Linked DNA regions of Sus scrofa: region 2 is linked to region 1. Evidence: chromatin contacts called from public HiChIP or PLAC-seq data. All regions are on one chromosome and are shown on one strand. Each heading gives the region's core, a stretch centred on a gene start, on an enhancer-like site or on the middle of the called end of the contact. The rest is flanking DNA. Distances are from core to core; before and after follow the strand shown. Region 1 holds the start of ERO1A (endoplasmic reticulum oxidoreductase 1 alpha). Region 2 holds the start of GMFB (glia maturation factor, beta).

Region 1 (5,101 bases), core at 1,700-4,199:
TCATAGAAACAGAGAGTAGAAAGGTGGTTACAAAGGGATAGGGAAAGTAGGGAGAGGTGGTAAGAGTATAGAATTTCATGAATAAGGTGTGAGGATCTAAGGTGTAACGTGGTAACCATAGTTGATAACACTGCATTTTATCAGCGTTATTTGCTAAGAGAGTTGAACTTAAATGCTCTTACCAAGGGAGGGGAAAAAGTGCAAATATGTGAGATGGTAGATGTGTTAATTGACTTGACAGGGAGGATCCTTTAACAACATATATGACATATATATGTCTAATCACCAAGACAAACACTTTAAATAATCTTACAATTTTATTTGTCAATTATACCTCAATAAAACTGGGGAAAAATACAATGAAGTTAAAATTTTTTCTTATACAGTGATTGTTTTTGATTATAAGTTTGTTAGAAATTTGTTTGGGCAAGAGTTTGAGTCTTATGGAATAGAGCCTTCATCTTGAGAATACAGACTTTTTTTTGTTTGTTTTGTTTTTTGTTTTTTGTCTTTTTAGGGCTGCACCCACAGCATATGGAGGTTCCCAGGTTAGGGGTAGAATCGGAGCTATAGCTGTAGGCCTACACTGCAGTCACAGCAACATGCGATCTGAGCCTCGTCTGCAACCTACACCACAGCTCGCGGCAATGCCAGATCCTTAACCCACTGAGCGAGGCCAGGGATCAAACCCGAGTCCTCATGGATGCTAGTTGCGTTCGTTAACCAGTGAGCCACGACGGGAACTCCTAGACGCTTTTAAACTCTCCCAAATTATGGGCTATTTCATCAGAGCGAAATGAAGAGCTGACTCATGCTCAAATTCCTTCTTTCTGCAATTTTAGGTTATTATTCATTTAGTTTCCCCAATTTTTATACGGTGTCTTTCATTTTTGATGACCTAAACTTCAGATGTTGACACCCTGGCCATGTGAAATGTATTCATTCACTTTACAAACATGCAAAGAGAAGCTCCTTGTTAAGATTTCTGGGAGTCACAGGGATGTTTGAGACATAATCCCTAGTTAAGGAGTTAAATGAGATTACAGTTCAGTTGTAGAAATAAAGAAATGTCATAAAAGATTACATGCAAAATTCCATGGGGTGTCCACCCATGTGCAGGGACTGGACCTTACACATATTTATATCTCTAATATCAGGTTCAGTCTGGCATAGCGTAAATTTATTGAATTCAAATTCAAGTAGGCATTGGAATGGGTGAAGAGGAAACCAAGAAGATCCACAGATGAGGGATCAGGTGAGCTGGGTCTGGCCCCAGAGGAATAAGTAGAGATCCTGCACAGTACAGTGAAAAAATAACTTTCTGGGTAAAGAGATTGTATTAACACCTTCATGTAACATGCTGTAGATATTAAGATCAGAGCTTCTCCTGTCCACCAGGATCTCAGATGACTAGTGACTTTTTAATTACATGTCGGTTCACTTGGCAGCGATGGACAGAGCATAGGATTAGAGTCTCGCTTCTACCATCCCAAGTGATTTTGAATAATGCATACAATTTTCTATGCCTATTTTTCTCAGCTAGAAAATTGGAATATAATACCTATTTGGGGCCTACCATATCCTAGAGTTACTTCAATAAGGGATGAACAAAAGAAAACAAAACAGGTAGTTCCCATTGTGTCTCAGCGGTAAGGAACCCAACTAGGATCCAAGAGGACGCACTAGGACGTGAGCCCATCCCTAGCCTCCCTTAGTGGGTTAAGGATCCCATGGTTGTGGGGAGCTGGGGTGTAGGTCACAGACACATTGTTGCTGTGGCTGTGGTGTAGGCTGGTAGCTTACAGCTTGGATTCCACCCCTAGCCTGGGAACTTTCATATGCCACAGGTGTGGCTCTAAATAGACAAAAAACACCCACAAAACCAAAACCAAAAATCCCCCAAAAACCCGAAAAACAAAAAACCAATTTACAAAAAAATGTTTTCTGAACTATTTCATTCTAACGTAATGTGTAAGATGTTGGAAAGCTTTGTAGTTTCACAGTGAAAATTTCTTCCTTTAAAAAAAAGCTAATAGACTAGTTTCATGGCTGGGATCAGAGGACCTGGCTCTATCACTGCTCAGTTCCAGTTCCAGTCCACATCTCCTCCCCTCTCTAGGCCAGTTTCCTCCTATAAAATAGAGTACTTGCCACATTTGACTATGAAATATGACTAGTTCATATGACATACACATCAGGTTTCAAAGATAAACAAATGTAAAATATTTTATGACATTGAATATGGAGTCTATTTTGAAATATTTTGCAATATTGGTTTAAATGAAATCTATTATTAAAATTAACTTCACCTGTTTCTTTTTGCTCTTCTGATGTGACTACTAGAAAATCTAAATTACCTAGGCATCCCTGGTCTGGATGATTACGAACATCCCTTTCAGTTTTAAGGCTCAGTCAGGGCCACTGTGGACACGTAATTCACGGTCTTATTTCCTCTCATTGAGATGCGGAAGGATCGGCTGGGAGGCAATCGGTTGGGGGCGGCTCCGTGCCGGAAGACACTGACTCTCTTCGGCTTTCGCTCGGGCTTTCGGAGCTGGAAGGACCCAGACTTCCGCGCGAAGCTGGGGCAGGGGGAGCCGGGTCAAGTCTACAGGCCCCAGGAGTTAAGGGGGCGGGGGCGCGGGGGCCCAGGGGCGGGCGCGGCGCGCCGGGCGGGGCCGAGCGGAGGAGCGGCTTGGTGCGTCAGCCTCACGAGCAGGGAAGGAAGCGGGTTCCAGGCCCCCGGCGGCCGGCGCGGGCGCCCCAGCACGTCCACAAGCTGAGCCGGGAGGTGGCGGCCGCTGAGGGGCGGGGGAACCGAGGGCGGGCCTGGGAGGCGGCCGGGAGGTGGGGCGCGGCCGGGGGCCGGGCCGCGCGGGCTTCATCTGCGGCCGCACGGCCTGCGCCCAGGCGCTGGGGACTCCGAGGCGCGGCGGGACGAACGTCAGAAGAGGTTATGGGCCACCGCTGGGGCTTCCTGATCGTCTTCCTGGGCGCCGTGGGGCTGCTGGGCTCGGGCTACGGCAGGCAGCAGCCCTCGGAAACGGCGGCGCAGAGGTGCTTCTGCCAGGTGAGGGGTGTGCGCGGCTGGGCTGCGGGTCCTGGGACCCCCCCGCCTCCGCCGGGCGCCCGGTCAGCGCGCCCCGGCAGGCGGGGGCGGGGGGTGCGTCTCTGCATCTCCACCCTTCCAGAAGGAGCCTCTGTGCTTCTGCTCCGCTGTCGGGGCTGAATCCTCTGCACCTCGCCTGGGTTGGTGTGAACCGGTAGCCCTCTGCACCCTGAAACGACGTCGGCACACGCTCCCGCGCTTCCGATCAGGCGTGGGGCGAGAGGTATAGGGGCACGGCTGCCTGTTTTTACCCGACTGGCTTGTGCATCTTTGTTGGTCTTCCCTGCCTGGGGAGGGTGTACACACACACACTCAGTATTTGCTATTTTCGCAGAACTTGGGTCTTGCTGACTTCCAGTTTGACCTGGAACTGTGTGCGCCGTGCCTGTGCTGGGGGCAAAGGCAGCCTCTCTGGCCAGGACTGTCTTCTGCTGAGGGGTTGCCCTCAGATCTCCTTGTCAGGCCGGGGAAGAGCTTAGTGTGGCTTTTCTGTATCGAAGCCTACCTGCCTGGTGTCTTTGGGGCTGCGGTTGCCCTATGACTCCTAGCCCTGCGTGCCCTTTCTTTTCTTTTTTCTGAATGCGGTGGGACTCTCATAACGTGACACCCGTACTACTGGCCTGAATTGGGAGAACGGTCGTCAGTACACAAGTGTGATTACAAGCTAATTATGGTCATTTCCTCCTGTTAGTAAGAGATGTGGATTCCTTGAGCAAAAAATTCAAAGAAATTTACAGGATTTTGGTATCCACAATATCTGACAGTTTAATATCATTATTCTTAAAGTCACCATTTGCTTTGTTGATAAAAAATACATTTTGTGCAAAATTGAGGGATGATTATCCAAATTGCTCTTTTTAAGTAGACTATTAACTTGTTAGAAATAACATTTTATGTGTGTAGGGGTGGTAATACTGTTTCACAGAGGAAAGAAGCATTTTAAATATATAAGAAGAGGTATCATCTCTTTCACTGCTTTAAATTCTTGGACTTCATTGTTTTGCCGAGTGATATGGAAGTTTTGGTGATAGATGGGAAGGTATAAGAGAAATGGAAAGAAAACTACTGCTTTATAACTATGAGATTGAAAGGTCTTTTACCTTCAGTGATTGTAAATAGCGCACAATCAAGTGCTTAAAGGGTAATTTTTCTTCTTATTACAAATATAATGTATCACAAAGTTTAAACATTCAAAAAAAAGTAATTTAGAATTAAGTCGACTTTAAAATAAAATATTCAGGAGTTCCCATCGTGGCTCAGTGGTTAAGGAATCCGACTAGGAACCATGAGGTTGTGGGTTCAATCCCTGGCCTCGATCAGTGGGTTGAGGATCCGGCATTGCTGTGAGCTGTGGTGTAGTTTGCAGACACACCTTGGATCTTGCTGGCTGTGGCTGTGGCGTAGGCAGGTGGCTACAGCTCCAATTCGACCCCTAGCCTGGGAACCTCCATATGCCCCGGGTGCGGTCCTAAAAGGACAAAAAGACAAAAATAAATAAAATAAAATAAGATATTCAGTGCATAAAGATATTCAGTGTAACATTTTTAAGTATGTTCTAGAGATTTGGATAATGGAATAAAATACATGTTGAACTTTTAAACTTTCACTCCCTGTTCCAATAACTGTTTAGATATTTAATTAAAATTGGGGAGCTTTTAGCTTTTTATATTTATTTTCTTTTTCTTCTGATTAGTGATTAGGCTTTTTTCCACTTTCACAGTATTTTCAAGGTTAAAATACTCCCCAGCACAAAAATCTGTTAGACTGCTGCTTTCTTTTCCTTTTAGAACAAGAGGAATTTTTTTTTTTTTTTTTTCCCCCGGAGCCAACTTAAAAAAAAACAACAAAATGAATAAAAAAAAATTTAGGGGAAATTTAAAATGGCTTACTTAAATAAACTTAAAAACAGAGACCATCATTTCCAATTGAATACATAAGCAAGTATACTTTAGTTAAATTATGGTCAGTAATGGGAGGGATGGGGGTAAGGAG
Region 2 (5,101 bases), core at 1,379-3,878, 1.5 Mb before region 1:
TTACTAACTTATTATCCTATTGTCTGCTATCTCCTCCTCCCTATTAGAATAGTTCCAGGATGGTAGGGGTTTTAGTCTGTGTTGGACCTTGGCATCCAGGACATAGCCGATACATAGTGGATCCTCAATAACTATTTGTTGAATGAATGAATAAGTAAGACTATGTAAGTAATATAAACACTTTAGCAAGGCTGTTAATACAGAGAAAGGAGGACTTAGAAAAATTCAGGCCAGGAATTCTCTCATGGTACAGCAGATTAAGGACCCAGCATTGCCACTGCAATGGCTTGAGGCACTGCTGTGGTTCGGGTTGGATCCCTGACCTGGGAACTTCCATACACTGCATGTGCAGCCAAAAAAAGAAAAAAAAGAAAAACTCAGGCCAGAAAAGATTATTCTAATTCTTTTTTTTTTTTCTTTTAATGGCCACACCTGCAGCATATGGAAGTTCCTGAGCTAGAGGTTGAATCTGCTGGTCTATGCCACATCTTCTGTGACCTACAGCCAGCTTGCAGCAGCACCGGATCCTTAACACACTGAGCAAGGCCAGGGATTGAACCAACATCCTCATGGATATTATATCGGGTTCTTAACCTCTGAGCCACAACAGGAATTCCAAGATTATTCTAATTCTGATCATCCCTCGATTTTTAAGTGGAAATGCTCTTTTCCTTTTGACCCTGATCTTGTCTTGATGTCAAATGCTTCCCCAAGATAAAACACATTTCGGTGACCTTTACATAAACTAATATTTACAGGTTCTTGATTTGTATAGGGTTACCCAAGCAGAAAAGTGCTGGAAAATATTCTGGAACTTTTTCCCCCTCAGAATAACCCAAGCCAGAACAGCATTCCCAAACATTTAAAATAGGTATAATTTTTTTTTTCTGGTGGCAAGAATATTCTACAGTCTGAGTTCAAGTAATATTTCTGTTCATAGTCTATATTCATTTTCCCACATAGTAAAATAAATCACATTTTCATCATTGTCCTTTTCTTGTCACTACATCCAGCCTCTGTCCAGCCTCTCTTGGGTCTACATGAGACTTTGCCCATTTCATAGCCAATAACATTGGGAAAACATTAAAAGAACAACATGAAAGGGGAAAACAATGGATTTACTATTTATCAGGTGAAATGTCATGTAGCTAAACATTAATTTTTTCACCTTTTCCTCTAATTCCTCTCATAGATGGAGAGAGGAGACGGGAAAAGATGGGGGTGGGGAAGAATCTATGCTAAACTCTAATATAATTGTTCATGGACTAATAACAATCATTTTCTCTCCCATCATTTCTTACATGGTACTAGGTGTCAAATTTACCAGTTCTCTTATCATAGTAAAAAGTATTATGGGGGCAGGTCACTAAGAGAATGTAGCTGAGCTGTGGAATTTCTTACTAGTTAAACTTTCTAGTTTTCTAATTTATGAGAAAACGTAGGTATTGGATCAAATTAAGTTATATATATATATATATTTTTTTTTTTTTTGTCTTTTTGCTATTTCTTTGGGCCGCTCCCGCGGCATATGGAGGTTCCCAGGCTAGGGGTCCAATCGGAGCTGTAGCCACCGGCCTACGCCAGAGCCACAGCAACGCGGGATCCGAGCCGCGTCTGCAACCTACACCACAGCTCAGGGCAACGCCGGATCATTAACCCACTGAGCAAGGGCAGGGATCGAACCCTCAACCTCATGGTTCCTAGTCGGATTCGTTAACCACTGTGCCACGACGGGAACTCCTAAGTTATATATTTTAACTCTGACTTAATGGTATTTATTAATATGCTAACAATTCATTAAATTTAACATTAAATATAAACTTTAAATATTCTAATAATCCAGTCTAATACTAATGAAGAAGGATGGCAGTGGGCGCATGTTCTGGAATTTTCTTTTTTCTCTGCTTCTTTCGTCATTCAGTAAATAAGAAGCAAGCATCAACTATGGACCATGCACCAGCTGAGGATAAGCTGTAAACTCCGTGAGCTCCTGCCCCAGTTAGCTTCTTTCATTGAAGACACGTGTACGAATTCTGAGTTCAAACCTTACTTCTTCCAAACCACCGGGTTCAAAAGTAAACTTGCCCCTACAGAAACTTCTTAATGCGCGATTAGGCAATGGCTCATGAGAACACTCATCTAGACATGAATCATCACGCAATCAGACTTGAATAAATAAACACCATCAAGAAAGAAATGTATTTACCAAGTCCCGCAAGGTGGTCAGAGTAGGGGCAAGGGTTCCGGAGAGGGTGAGAGGAAAGGCAGGTGTACCTAGGTTTGAGGGAGGTGGAATTTGAAAGGTAGGTTGGGGTCAAACACACACATTTACCATTGAAATCGTTGACTCAATCATGTCACCATGAAATTTCTCTCAGAGATTGAGGAGGGTTGAAAGGAAGCAAAAACTGGCTCGAATTTTGAGGATACATTTTGGCACTGGAAGTCCTCCACTCCGAATCCGATAGCGTCCACTGGAGGGTTCAAGAAACAGCGCGGGAGAAATGGAAGGGGCGGGGGCACTCGCGTTCCTGCGAAGTTTGAGCCGCGCCGGCCACCGTTGGCGGTCACGTGCTGCCCTGCAGCTGCCGCGTAGCTGGTGGGGGCGGCTCTGCCAGGCGCCGTGCAGGAACGGAGGCGGCAGCCGTGCCATTCTTAAAGGGGCCCAAGGGGAGGCGAAAGGCTGCTGACGGCCGGAAGGAAAATGGTGAGTTGCTGCCGGGGAGGGCGGGGGCCGGAGGGCTGGGCCAGCCCGCCGGGCTTTCCTGTTTGCCGAAGCCGGTATCGGCGGGCAGCGCCCCGGGTGGGTCGGCGGCCGCTTCCGGCCTGGCTGCTGGTAGTTTCTCTCTTGCTGCGAGTTGGCCCCCGCCCGCCGCCGCTGCCGCCTTTGCCAAGGGCAGCATCCTCCTGCCGGGCCCGGAGTCGACTCGCCCAGCAGGCTCGGGGACTGGGGTGCGGCCAGTAGGGGTGGGTCATGCTCACCGCGTCCTTCTGGATGGGGAGGTGGGGGCGGCTTCTAGCTTTTGCGCTGAAGGGTCAGAGGGGCCGGGGGTCTGGTCCTTCGGAGGAACTCCCCCAAACACCTGCTTCTCTGCAGGCCCGAGGGACCGGCAGGCGCCGAGTACCTTCCGCCTGGCCGCCTTTGCGGGGAAGGCTCGAATTTTGATTCCGTTCTTTCGGCATCGCGTTAAGCTTCCTGACGTGCTTCTAATGATTTTTCCTTATCCTTGCTTTCTTCGAGTTATGGCAGTTGGAAACCTTTCGACCCAGCGCTTTGACGCTTGATTTTAAAGTGACTGTCAAAAGCTTTCGTTTTTTGTGTCTGGGGGCTCTCGCTTCCTTTCTTGTGTGGTTTCGACCCCACGCGCAAAAATAAAGTGGATGATTTCACTGATTGCCCAAGCCGGGGTCTCCTGAATCTTTCTCATGGGATTTAAGAATATGCTTCTCATTTCTGTAATTAGAAATAAAACACAAAATTCCTGCTGTCCTTTTCTCTAACTCCCCATTCATTTTTCAACCCACCTTCATCGAATATATTTCATGGTCACTAAATCCAAGGGACTCTCTTCAATTCTCATCTTTCCTTATCTGTATTCTCAGTGTTGATCATGCTCTCCTCTTTGAAACATTCTCTTCCTTTGTGCTTCCCCCTTGGCTTCTAGAATACAAAACTCATTTTTCTTCTCTTGTTGGTCTGTCTGTGTCCCATGCAGCTCTCCTTCCCTGTACATCACAAGGAGTCCTGAGCTCTATCCTAATGCTTCATTTTCCATTCTGTATTCTTTCTCTCCTTTCTACATTCATTAGTTTCAGTTACTACCTACCTATGTGTAGATGACTTGTGAATTTGTATTGCAAATGTTGCTTCTGAGATCAGCCCTACCTATCCTGCTCTTTAGTTAGCATCCCCTGGAAAGAAAGCTTTCCCCACTTGAGTGCCTTAGAGCCTGCTTAGTGTCCAAAATAGAACTCCTTTTTCCCCTCAAACTTGGTCTTCCTCAGTGTTCCTTAACTTAGTGAAAGGTAGCACCATTTAAGTCTACTACACAAGCAAGAAGCCTAGGAGTCACATTTGTACTAATCCACGCCACCCAGTCTGTCCCAGCTCCTTTGTAGTGGTTAAGAGAGGGGGCTAAAGTCAGGCTGTCTGGGTTGAATCCTGGCTTCCATGGTTGTATAATTTTGGGAAAGATAGTTAACCTCTCTAAGCCTTAGTTTCTTGCAAAATGAGGATAATATGATACCCATTTCTTGGGGTTGTTTTGAGGATGAAGGGAGATCCATGTAAAGGACGTACAGCAGTGTTTTTTCTCATAGTGTTTAATACATATTAACAATTTCATTAGCAGTATTCACCTACTTCTCTTTATCCTCATCAACCTACTTTTTGTCTCTCATCTGGACTAGTCTTACCAGTTAACTTGTTTTGTTCTATTCATCCTGGCTCTCTGTTTCCTGCATACAGATCTGGTCAATTCCCTTGTCACCACCTGCTTAAAACACTTAGTGGCTTCCCTTTGCTCATAGGATGGAGACTAGTATATTTAATATGACCCACTGGGCCCTGTGTGGTCCAGCCCCTGCTAACCTCCTCTTGTACATGTTACAGCTCATTCTCTGTGCCTGAGTCACACTGACCTTTCATTGTATTAGATGTGCTGTGCTCACTTTAATCAAAGTGTCTCTGCCTAGGCAATTTTGTTCCTTTACATGCCTTTTTCAGACCGTGCTGTTGATCACTAGTCCTAAGTATTTGTAGCATGAAGTGTCTCTCCTTTCTAACTCTTAGCCTAGGTACAAACAAGAATATATTTTTTCACGTGATGATTTTGATGTTATCTGTTCTCCTATAGACTTTATAAAAAGCTCCTTAAAGGCAGGCCCATATTTTTAATCTATGTGTTTTATACAATTGTATCCTTAGCACTTAGCACAGGCTGACACTCATTAAATGTTCATTGTGTATTTAAACCAATAAATGACCACTTGAACTCAACTCTCCATTTAACTTTGTGTGTTAATTTTTACCATTATAGTGTTGTTTGCAAGGTGTTATACTCATTTTTAAATGCTTTTATTAACTGGAAGCAATTAGAGT

The links. HiChIP or PLAC-seq counts read pairs in DNA pulled down with a chosen protein or histone mark.
Region 2: a contact with region 1 is called in an H3K27ac HiChIP or PLAC-seq map of alveolar macrophages. The contact joins the promoter of GMFB here to the promoter of ERO1A in region 1. A contact is called at or near these places in 1 of 5 promoter capture datasets (liver) and 1 of 2 datasets of contacts at active chromatin or transcription factors (alveolar macrophages).

What each region holds. Positions count from the first base shown.
Region 1 is chr1:182,315,995-182,321,095 of Sscrofa11.1, reverse strand. It overlaps ERO1A (endoplasmic reticulum oxidoreductase 1 alpha), which reads left to right and starts at 2,949. Exons shown (of 16, transcript NM_001137627.1): 1 at 2,949-3,070. The coding sequence starts at 2,957.
Region 2 is chr1:183,860,861-183,865,961 of Sscrofa11.1, reverse strand. GMFB (glia maturation factor, beta) reads left to right here and starts at 2,628. Exons shown (of 7, transcript NM_001244461.1): 1 at 2,628-2,707. The coding sequence starts at 2,705. CGRRF1 (cell growth regulator with RING finger domain protein 1) reads right to left here and starts at 2,503. Exons shown (of 11, transcript XR_002346942.1): 1 at 2,333-2,503.